Regions from separate parts of the Bombyx mori genome. Here region 1 is linked to region 2. A link is a contact called in public Hi-C data. All regions are on one chromosome and are shown on one strand. The core of a region is the stretch at or near the end of the contact, and the rest is flanking DNA. Distances in the headings are between cores, read along the strand shown. Region 1 overlaps LOC101745417 (plastin-2). Region 2 holds the start of LOC101736790 (transmembrane and coiled-coil domains protein 2).

Region 1 (5,834 bases), core at 1,400-3,899, 61 kb after region 2:
GCGAAAAAATTATGCCATTTAAATAAGCACAGTCACAGCTCGAGAAACAAAAACACATGTGTAAAAAAAAAAAAATTGATTCGTACTCATTTTTTTATATGGTTAGTAATTGCCAGGCTTGCGTCACACCCGGATAATGTAAATAAATGCATATTTATTGATCGCTCAATGAAACACCAACCTACAGTGATCGTAATGTACAAAGTAAAGTTTTTTTAGAAGCAATAATCTAATGGTTTTGTAAATATAAATGCGTTTTTATTGTTGCTCCTGTAAATATCGAATCAAGAATCATTACAATTTGCCCGTTTTCTTTTATTTTATTGTAAATGTTAGATGCAAACCAATTTTTTTTTGTAATAGTTTTTGCTCGTCCATCATCAATGTATCTATAAATTTAGATATAATTATGATCTCAATATAAATAATTTATAATTATTCTCTAAATTCAATTGATTGTTTCAAATTGGTTTGTATCGTTTTTAGTCTCAATTACGAATGCAATATGTTTACGGGGTCGTTACTGCCGCCCTTATTGATTCAATAAAATCATCACAGTTTAATTCTAATGTTTTTCATTTCAATGTCTATTTACAGTCCATAAAAATTTACAATCTATAAAATGTATTATGTGTAGTGTATTAATTAATCAATGAGACGATTATTTGTTTTCATTTGTAATTCGTTTTGACACGTCCTTACGGATGCATCAGATCCAATAACTCTTGCATTAGACGCCTTCAGCTCTAATAATAGGACCAGGCTTAGGGCCCCGGTAGGTACTCGTCGAATACTGCAGAGTTCCTAGCCTAAATGGAACTTAACCCATGCATCAGCCCGCTATGTTTCTCGCCCGGATCTTCTCAGCGGGTCGCAATTCTGATCCGTTAGTAGATTCATTTGTTAAGCAGCTGCTCTTGAGTTGTTGGTCTTCTTCCGAGGCGCTCGGGCGGCTGTTCTCAAGTCCCACCCCTATTGGCTGAGCCTTTGCTCGCCCATCTGTCCTGGTGAAACTGGAAAGGCCTCGGGGCCACCAGTAATGATAATAATAATATAACTCTTTACTTAATACCACATGTACACAGTAAGCATATAAAACAAATAATAGACGGTGACATAAATTGGCGGCCTTATCGCTGAAAGCGATCTCTTCCAGGCAACCTTGCAGCGAGAGGAATAAGCAAACTGGACGGTGCTTTATCTTAATAAACTTACATAAAAATATATACTTATACACATGTGAAAAATAAACACAATATAAGATAGACTTACATACGATTAAATACAAATAAATACTAAAAATATGTAAGTTAATACAAAATAAGTAGCAACTTAGTGCATAAAATAAGTAGCAACAAGTAGTAAGGGCTCAATAATAAATAAAAAACCTCGTTTGGATAACGCAATATGTTTGCACCGATTTTCCGAAAAACAATACCAATGAATACCTCTATAATCAAAATAAAGTTTACTTAGAAAACGGGATATACCTTAGGTTACTTAAAAAATTGTAACATTGTTTTTTATTGTAAGAGCATAACATAACAGTCTGAGGTATCTTTAATGACTAGAGGTCTCGCAGTAGTCGAAATTCGACTATAATTAATTGGAATTGTAAGTCTGTACACTATTGTGATTGTATTTTATACTTCTTTAATCATAAATTTCGCCAAGGCTACTCTATAAAAAATATTAATAAAGACAAACAATATTTAATCTATTCTCAATTTGACAACAGACGTCAAGAACAAAACTTTGACAATAAATAGTATGCCTGCGTGTGTGCGTCAAATACATGGTATGTAGTGTGTGTAATGTTTTTTTATTGATTTAATATATTTTTTACGCACTATTTTAAAAAAAATATTATCATTGTGTACTTCTTCTCTATATGCTCTATAAGTGTGGGAAATTTCATACTTCTCCGTCCGCGCAATTTTCGTAAAAAGGGATACAAAGTTTTTGCTTCACGTATTAATATATAGATATGTAAATTGTACGGATAATTTGTTGGATGTATTGAGAGTACAGATGAGGTACCACCGATCAACTTCTCTGCCGCGAAATAAACATGCGTTCCGTTTTGAAAGATAGGGCAGGCAGCCACTGTACATTAACGAGATATCGTCCTTATGTCATATCAAAAGACCACTTAACATCAGGTGGGCTATGAGCTCGTCCACCCGTCTAAGCAGTAAATAAAAAAGGCGTATTTAAAAAAACTACATTAAATAAATTATTAATATTTTATTAATATTTATTATTTAATAAATAAAAAATTGGATCTTAAATATATCATTATAAAATTTTACAAAAATAAAATTAAAAAAATATGAAATGAATACTGCACCTAAAAACGAAATATTTTCAGCCCCGTTAGTCATTAAAAACAGCAGTCTGCAGACCTTTCTAAACATAAATAAAAGAAATGAAATACGGAATGTTTGACCTTTCATTTGCAGCCACCTTATTAACCTAGTCGCCGTTGTGTCTAATTAATCGACTCCTCAGAATTAGATCTAGGCAGTGGCGATAAATTATCAGGCTTTGGAGGCGGCTCTGGTTTCTCAGCAGTCGGCATACCCCAGCCCGAATCCTCCACCAGTTGGTACATCTCTGTAGTCTCTACTGTTTCGGTAATTACAGCATCATCACTGGATCTAAAATCACACAAGATTCGGTTTAAGTATCCAGGTCCCCCAGATTGTGCTGGTATGATGCTGTGCAACTGGCGGGAGACGATGTAACGAAAGATGAGCAGATTTCGATTCCAAATCAATTTCATCCGCTTCCGAATAATGCATTTAAGTAGAATTAATATAATCTTTACCAACTTGATATATTGGTTAGTAAATATATGCTGTTAAACTTACAATAATCATTAAATCGAATTGATTTGTCTAGGTAATAAAGGTAATAAAATATTTGCATATAGAAAAAAATTCATTTCCAATTCCATATTATTTTTAATAGTTAGCTCCATTTTTAAAATTGTAATTTTTTTTTTAATCTGCTCTATTCTATATATCTATTATCAGTCGCTTAGACGTGGAGAATTTACAGTCGCTAAATAGTTTTAGTGCGAAAAGGAGAAATGAAAAGATGCGAAATACGAAATCGGTTTTTATTTTATTTGTTTACATTTTCGTCTAAACATTCCAGACAAGTAGCAAGTATCACTAGATCCAGCGTTGTTAGTTAATTTCAGTTTATAAACAAAATTATTCTTAGCATAATGATCATCATAGATAAAAAAAAAACTAAAATTCTAAAATCGTTTTAAAAATCCTTAAATAATAAAACTAACAAAATAAAAAATTTACATTTAAAAAAAAATAATAGCAAATAATATAATCGTTGTTTCCCCTGAGGAATGTAAAATCTAATAAAAAATATGAAATACATTCTGCAATACAATTAATATGTAGGCAATTTTTAATTAAATGGAGTTTAATGTTTTTTTTTTTTTTTTCATAATTATAAAATACAAATGCCAATAAAGGAATGCAGAGTAAACAAGGAATGTAAATAAAGTTATGAAAAAGAAAAGAGGCACGACGCAATTGTCTACAAATCTTTTGTTCGTAGTCAATTTGTAGACAATTGACATTGTAAGTATATGACATTAAAATACGTAACTACAAAAATGTATATAAAACGTACAGACACGTACGATTACGCAGTTCCGTTGTACATAACAATACAAACACCCATGTAATATCACATAATCAATTCCACACACACACATGATTGCCAACTCCCAATGTTTTTATAAGCAATATTCATAAATAAAATACGTATTACACTTTCGAATAATTAATTATAAAATGAAAGTTGATCTAAAATACACAAAAACTGCATTATATTGAGTTTATGTCTTTTTGTCATTTTAATAAAATGGTGCATTTTTTTACTTAGCACATTTCCGTTGGCACGGGCAGCACGAGTGTCCTTACAAATCCAATTAAAAAAAATGAGAAAAAAATACATTATATCGTAAAAAAAGATTCGTTGTAAAAAATGTATAAAAGTTGACAAGTAATTAATACTAATTTATTTTATAAGCACTAAAATTCCTTCATTTTTAATATTTAAAAGTATTTTTTTAAAGTACCGTGAATGCAATAGCTATTCGCTTTTTAACGAGTTATATTTAGTTTATTTTAGGCCGCGATCATTCATTACGGAATTACAAAAATTAGAAAAACGCTTGTATATTAAGTATTTTCAGGCAGTTTTATAAAACGCTGAAGTTTTAAAATGATAACTTATAAAAGAGAGAAATTATACAATATATTGTTCGTAAAACTACATTTAGTTACAAACATGGCTGCTTATTGTTTAACTTTATTTATATAGTTGAAAGGCCAAGTAAAAAAACAAAAAAACTGAAAGTTAATATATCAATTAAACATATTATATTATATAAACTTTAATAAGTTATGTTTCGATGCCTCCAATGAACACTACGCTAACTCCAAATTCGTAGATTTACAGGAGGAGCGTTTAAACGAAAAAAGTTGATAAAATCTTTATTATTGCAGATATATTTATGGTTTTTTTGTGTAGCTAGCTGATTTACCCTTGCTTTGAACCCCATTAATAATGATTAATTGTAATACTTTTAACATAGTGAAGCGATTTGCGTGGAAAACCAAAATTTCAAAATTTTGAGTTAGAGTAGTGTTCATTGGAGGTATCGGTTTGTAAATATGAATAGAATACGCAGCATGTTATTCTTAAAACCAACAGTTTCTCAACTGATTTTTTTACTAAATACTTTTAAATATTGCATGTTTATATTTTCATATATAATAATATTACATATATATAATGTTCCCACCTATTACACAAACACGAAAGTATGAGACACAATAAGCAGTAAATTAAACATTCACCAATCCCAATAATTGATTATATGAAAACAATTCGTTACTTCATTGAAGATAAATCGAACAAATATAAATCAATTCAGTTCACATTTCAATTTCTTTTTTGATTGTACATATTTTGAAATGGCATAGATCTTTGAAATATTGTTTCCGTTTTAAATTATTGTGAATATTGTATGCATTTCATTTGTAAATAAATCTGTTAGTCTTTACGAAATGCGAACGAATTATTTCCATATTATTCACCACAGCACAGAATAATGATGTATTGTATAAACATACACAGTATGGAATGTAAGACATTTTTCAGTCTTTTATTTTTCAAAATGGCGAAATCAACTCCTATATATATTTCGTTGTAACGGGGAGGTGGGTTATACAATTGATTTTATATTTATATGTATACACGATCAGCCCAAGCTAACGCACACATAGATCCGTTAATTGTCGAACATAGAATTTTGGCTATTTTCGTGTCGATAACATTAAATTTCGTTTATAAATCTTATTAACATATAAATGTCTTTACAACATCATTGACGGAATATCAATGGAAATAGTACGAAGAAATAATATCTTTGCAATTTGAAATATTTAAAAAAAGAGATACGATTTACGAGATTATCGATATTTTAACGGGAGTTTTCCAACACTAGTCGGTTGTTTTATCCATTTAGGGAAAACTGCATTTGATATATTAAATTGTAGGTTAAGCAATATTGTAAAATTCCATCATTGACATCATCGATACAACGAAACTGAATTTTATCGACAACAAGCTCAGGCCGGTCCGACTTACGGCTTGACGGGCGCGTCCATGGTGGGTATGTAGTCCAGCGCCATGAGGCAGGCGAACACCGTCATGATCATCTTGGGCTTCCGTTCGGTGATGTCCTCGGGAAGCGCGTACACGCGCCCGCCGCAGCGACGAGCCATCGATAT
Region 2 (5,611 bases), core at 2,981-5,480:
TCTTACGGTTAATCATTAGCTCTCGATACCTTAGCTAGATTTTACGAATTAAATTGTAGTCATCTTTTAAGTGCCAGATGCGGTACGGTCCACTCGCTATTAAATGGTTACTGGAACTAAAAGGCATATTAAGGTAAATCCCGCTACCTACCTACCTTGAGGTACAGCTTGTATAGTAATACAATGTCGTATGTCCATTTACTGGTAGTAGGACCTCTTGTGAGTCCGCACGGGTAGGTACCACCATCCTGCTTATTTCAGCCGTGAACCAGTAATGCGTTTCGGTTTGAAGGGTGGGGCAGCCGTTGTAACTATACTTGAGAACTTATAACTTATATCTCAAGGTGGGTGGCGCATTTACGTTATAGATGTCTATGGGCTCCAGGAACCACTTAACACCAGGTGGGCTGTGAGCTCGTCCACCCATCTAAGCAATAAAAAAAAACAATGACTGCCTCAAACTTCAAACCGGAATGCATTACTGTCTGCGGAAGTAAGCAAGGTGGTGATGATTACCCGTGCCGACTTACAATAAGCCTTAATCAAAGTTTTGCTTCTATATATATTGCAATACATTGCGTTTAGGCATAGTTACAAATTAATAATGACATACGTTCCCAATGAAATATTTATCTTATCGGCTGCATATCTATTATTGTAGTGTTGATCTAGGTCTCACCTGAATAAACAAAAGAGCTACATTTAACTATGAGTTTTCGTGATGGATACCACCTAATACACTAGTTCTGGAATTTTCGTTCAGGTAAATACTATGCTGATGGTTTTCGATTTGATTCCTAAATATACAAAATCCCCACGGATATAAATATATTTTGAGTCAAATATTTTTTTATTGGTTATGTTACAGTTTGAGAACCAAATATATTCTATTAGGTATGAAAGAATAGCCCACTTAACATTTAATTTTAGGCTTTGCGATAACATCTAAATTAACCTCAGAATACGACTACAATAAGTGTAATAGATACCTAGTTCAGTAGTTTATATAAATCTACTTGGATGTAATAGCCCACTGAGTTTCTCGCCGGATCTTCTTAGTGGGTCGCGTTTCCGATCCGGTGGTAGATTCTGCGAAGCAAGAGCAGTCTCTTGCGAGGGCAAGTGTTAGCATCACTCCGGTTTGAGCCCCGTGAGCTCACCTACTAGTTAAGGTTACGCTGAAATAGCCTCTCAAAGCTATCTATCAGTTTAGGTAGGAAAAAAATATTGGATGTAGTAACAATAGAAAACACTTTTATGCATTAAATAAAAAAATATTTTTTCGAAACTGTAGTACTATAGGAATTGGTAGAACTATATGTTACAAGAAAACGCGAGTGTCAGAACTTAAATAAGCTCGAGGAAACTCAATCAACTTGCAGGTCAAAGTTTTTACGGGAAGATAGAGAGCGATCGAAGGTTTCATGTAGTTTTTGCAGTTTCATTGCGGCAATAGTGGCATTGGTTCGGGTTACGAGATGTGTATTGACGTAAATAACTCCGTCTAAAATCACATGGCTTTTGAACGTCTCCTCAATGTATTGGGAAGTATCAAAATAGAACACGTTGCTTCGCGCGATCTTTCCACAGATAACGTTTATCTCGGAATGATTACGAAAATACTTCATAGAGTTCGTAGTCTTTGCAAAAAAAAAAAAAAAGAATACTAAGGGCCGGTGAAAATCAGAGGTTGCGGGTGTGGTCAGCTGATCAGACGCACACACAAGTATTTTAAGAGAAAAAGTATAACTGTATTCTCTGATTTCGGCTTATTGATTTTACCCGATGTGTGCGCCATGTGAACAGGTGTTCGGACTCCGTGATTGTTGTTAGAATGCAAACAAAACGGGTTTCTAACTTTTAAACAAAGTCCCCAAATACTGCTTCACTTAAAAACGTATTGTGGAAGTGTATTATTTATTTTGTAATTCAGTTAAGCTACGTAAACAAGATAACGAAAACTAGACTAATGGAACACTAATAATGAAAATTTCGAAATATGCATAAGGACTGCAATTGGTTTGATTATTACTCGGTATTTTATAGATAGTAGTATCATTTTTACACAACCGGTTATAATCATTTTAAGCATACTGACCTTGATACCAGATCGTCCCTGTTGCTTGAGCAGCACGTTCTCTGGCTTCATGTCGCAGTGGATGATGCGGTTCTTGTTTAGAGCGTGCAGACACTGCAGAAGACTATGCGAGAACTTACGCACCAACTGCAGAGAGAAACCTTGGAACTTGTTCTTCTTTATCAACTCGTACAAGTTGATCGAGAGTAGCTCGAAAGTGATGCACGTGTGATTCCTGAATGTGAACGAGTCGAACATGTGGATGACGTTCATCGTGTTGTCCTTGTCTTGCTCGCGGAGGTGCTCCAGTATACGGATCTCCTCCTGTGCTTGTCTGTGAAACCGCTTTTCGTTGCGGACCATCTTGAGGGCAACGTGTTCGCGTTTCTTATGATCGAACGCTTTCACCACTTGCCCGAAGCTACCTTTGCCGATGACTTTCAGCACTTCGTATCTGTAGGCTATGTGGTCGTGGGGGATGTGGATATACGAGCCCTGCTCGTTGTCATACTCGCAATTGTTTGGGAACCCGACTAGGCCGGGGCGCTTCTTCGCGTTCGCACCTATGAAGTACACTTGAGGATAGTCGAATATTTCACGGTGCTCGTAAGGCGTGAGTTTGTTCATATAGAGCTTCATGACCTGCTCGGGACTGGCGGCGGCGGCCGTCGGTCGCTTGTCGGGCGGTTGCGCGTTGGCTGCCGGCGGTGCGGGCGGGCCAGGCTCCAGCGGCGGCAGTGCCCCGTCCCGGAGCAACGCGAGCCCGAACGCGTGCGCGCTCCCCAGAGGCATGTCGCCGGTCATGGCCGCACGGCCACCGCCACCTCCGCGTACTTCGGTCGCCGTGGCCGAACCGACCCACGCTCGTTCCGACACACCACCACTGCACCTCACTGCACTTGCACTTGATGATGGCGCCACTCTGGCAAACGCGACATTTCACATCGACCGGGAGGAGCGAGACCCACGCTTCCACTAAAAATGCGGGCACATTCCTTCTCGACGATACGAGGAATCGCGATCACGAATAACTCCGCACCGCACAACGCGAACGTGAAACGCAAACAAAGACCCCCTTCCTTACGGCCTGACCCGACGACAAAACCAGAGAGAAAATAGAAACGGTCTCTAAAGTCATTGAACCATTCGACGTCGCGGAGTGTGCGAGTGCGAGTGGGAGAGAATGCGTTTTGTTCACCATTTGAATTTCCGGTAGATGGCACTAATCAATTCAAAACCGTCACTGACTTTGTATTTTATGAAAGACCGAATGACGAAGAAATAAAGTTTTTACTCTCCTTAAACTAAATTGTGCTTTGTCAACCTATCCTTTACGTTGTTTCATAATTTTAACTTAATTAATTAATTTAAGATTATTTATTTTGAAAAAGATCCTAATCCTTTAGTACTTTGAATATATTTTTTATTTTCAGCTGTGTCTTATGATGAATGGTCATCGTTGCTTATGGTCGTGATCAATGATAACACAGCCATGCAGTTGCCTACCAAAGAGAAGTTTCTTCAATCTTAAGCTGAAGAAGAACATGTTATAACCAAAAAACAGTGAATAAAAATTTGTTCCAAAGCGGGATGGTACGCGGTAAAAAAAAGCACTGAAAGTGTAAAATGGATGAACGCAATGGTTATATGGTGGTGGGATGGTAAAAAGGAGATGAAGGAATCATCTGATTGTCATCACATTGTCCAAAACGTACCAAACCGAATAAAAGTCCAACCAAAACCAATGATCCCAGAGGTTCCAAATTATCGTCATTCTGACGTTCAAAAAAGTGGTTGATAGTTGGGAATCCTTAGAGTTGGTCGCTCTACTGCACGCGAAACCGAATTTGTGTTTTTTCAGAAAGTACAACATTTCATCTGACAGTATACCTAGTCCCTCCATACTCTGTTGAGGCCTCCTAATACTTTAGAAGTCAACTTGGTTTTACCATTCAAATACAATTTTGAACACCGCTCGAAATATGAACCCTAAGAATTTTAATACTCTCTAAAGTACTCTCATATTCCAAGGTTTCCAAAAACTTTAATAACATTTTTCTTGTTTCTTATACCTACAGATTTAGGTCTATCATAATACCAAAAATTGTCTATGAATCTTTGAAAATGTTTATTGCGCCATCTACCGACATCTGTCAAAGTTTAGTTTCTCACTCAATTCACTTATCATCGGCGACTGTCTATTTTACTCCGTTGTTTTCTGTCGTCTAATGAAATCGTATTCTGAAAATAATTACAGTCCTTAATTTTAAAAGGAAATTATGTAAATATTATTCGAGTGCAAATACAACATTTAGTGCATGTTTGGACCCATTTCGGTAAGTACAGCAACTAAATTTTATTTGAACAATAGTTGAGTTTTTTTTCGTTAATATTTAATTACGAACCTATGTATTGCAAACAATATTATTATTACCCTGAAAGACAAAATTATCCACATAACGTAATTATACACATTAACGAGGTACTTACAATTTAAAAAAGAAAAAAAAAACGATTTGACAGATTAGTAATGACAAAATAAAATATTATAAATGAGATATTATTTAGATTAATAATCTTATTTACAACAAAAATATATCATTAAAGTCATTATTACTGTTCCTTATTTATATAGTATATCATTTTTTAGTATGAAACTTCAAGGTAACAATAGGGCTCTGCCCTGCCCCTAGTGACAAATACTTCCTACTCTACCGACCGGTGTACCTACGCGATTTTAATTTATGTTATTTGGCAATCAACCAGTACATTCAATTAAATATATGTGTAAACAAAAATTGATATAAAATAATCATACACCCATTGTTTATTTTTTATTCTCTTGTGTATGAGTCATTAGGTTGTATTGAGAGTGTACATAATGCTATAATTTACGAGGTATCCACTAAACCTTGACCAAAAGCAAGGATTTGATGTATTGTTCACAAAATAATAACTATGAAATAGCACATTCAAAATATATTTGAATACCTTTTTTTTTTCCTTCAGGAATTAAACAATGTATTTAAAATTTGGTTTGGGTAATTTATTGATTATTAGAAGACATATCTCTTTTATTGCCCGAATGCTGATTCAGCACATTTGGTAGGTCCAAATGAGTGGTGGCCTGCGTGACAAATAGCAGTCTTTGACAACCATAGAGGTTAAGCACTTGCACTTGTGCTCACACCAAAACTCCCACATTAAGCTTTGTTTCAAAAAAGATTGTAGTCAAAAAGTGCTGTATTTAGTGTCAAAGGCTTTGAAAAAATTTCCAAAACTAATATGTCAGTATTCTAAACAATATACAAATGTTACTAATCAGTCCTGGATGCATCAGGTTTATTTCCACATACACAAATACGTTAAAATGAGTTACAAACAGATTGCTATTGCTTTGCTTATGATTCTTTTGTGTGCCTGTATGTAGGCAAAATATATGTTCTTTTTCTAATGCACAAAACTGTTAGTGATTCAATTTGAACACATCCCTGACACGAGTATTTATCAATATTATAATTATATTCATAAATA

The links. Hi-C and Micro-C count contacts between places; a contact is called where the count stands out from the background.
Region 1: a contact with region 2 is called in a Hi-C map of middle silk gland, with 2.4 times the contacts expected there. The contact joins the enhancer-like site here to the promoter of LOC101736790 in region 2. A contact is called at or near these places in 3 of 7 Hi-C or Micro-C datasets (middle silk gland, midgut and whole pupa).

Annotation. Positions count from the first base shown.
Region 1 is chr27:5,792,227-5,798,060 of ASM3026992v2, forward strand. It overlaps LOC101745417 (plastin-2), which reads right to left. Exons shown (of 15, transcript XM_004923454.5): 14 at 5,692-5,834; 15 at 2,233-2,660. The coding sequence ends at 2,492. All of the region lies in intron 1 of LOC134201541 (a long non-coding RNA gene), which reads left to right. LOC101736790 (transmembrane and coiled-coil domains protein 2) reads left to right here. Exons shown (of 16, transcript XM_062676505.1): 16 at 1-563. Among protein-coding and RNA genes, the nearest start is that of LOC134201542, 31 kb to the right of the region's middle. Within about 2 kb of position 2,650, at least 3 of the 8 cell types and tissues checked have open chromatin away from gene starts, as enhancers often do.
Region 2 is chr27:5,729,256-5,734,866 of ASM3026992v2, forward strand. It overlaps LOC101736790 (transmembrane and coiled-coil domains protein 2), which reads left to right and starts at 4,231. Exons shown (of 16, transcript XM_062676505.1): 1 at 4,231-4,413. LOC101740640 (dual specificity tyrosine-phosphorylation-regulated kinase 2) reads right to left here and starts at 3,233. Exons shown (of 8, transcript XM_038020824.2): 1 at 2,099-3,233. The coding sequence starts at 2,881. All of the region lies in intron 1 of LOC134201541 (a long non-coding RNA gene), which reads left to right.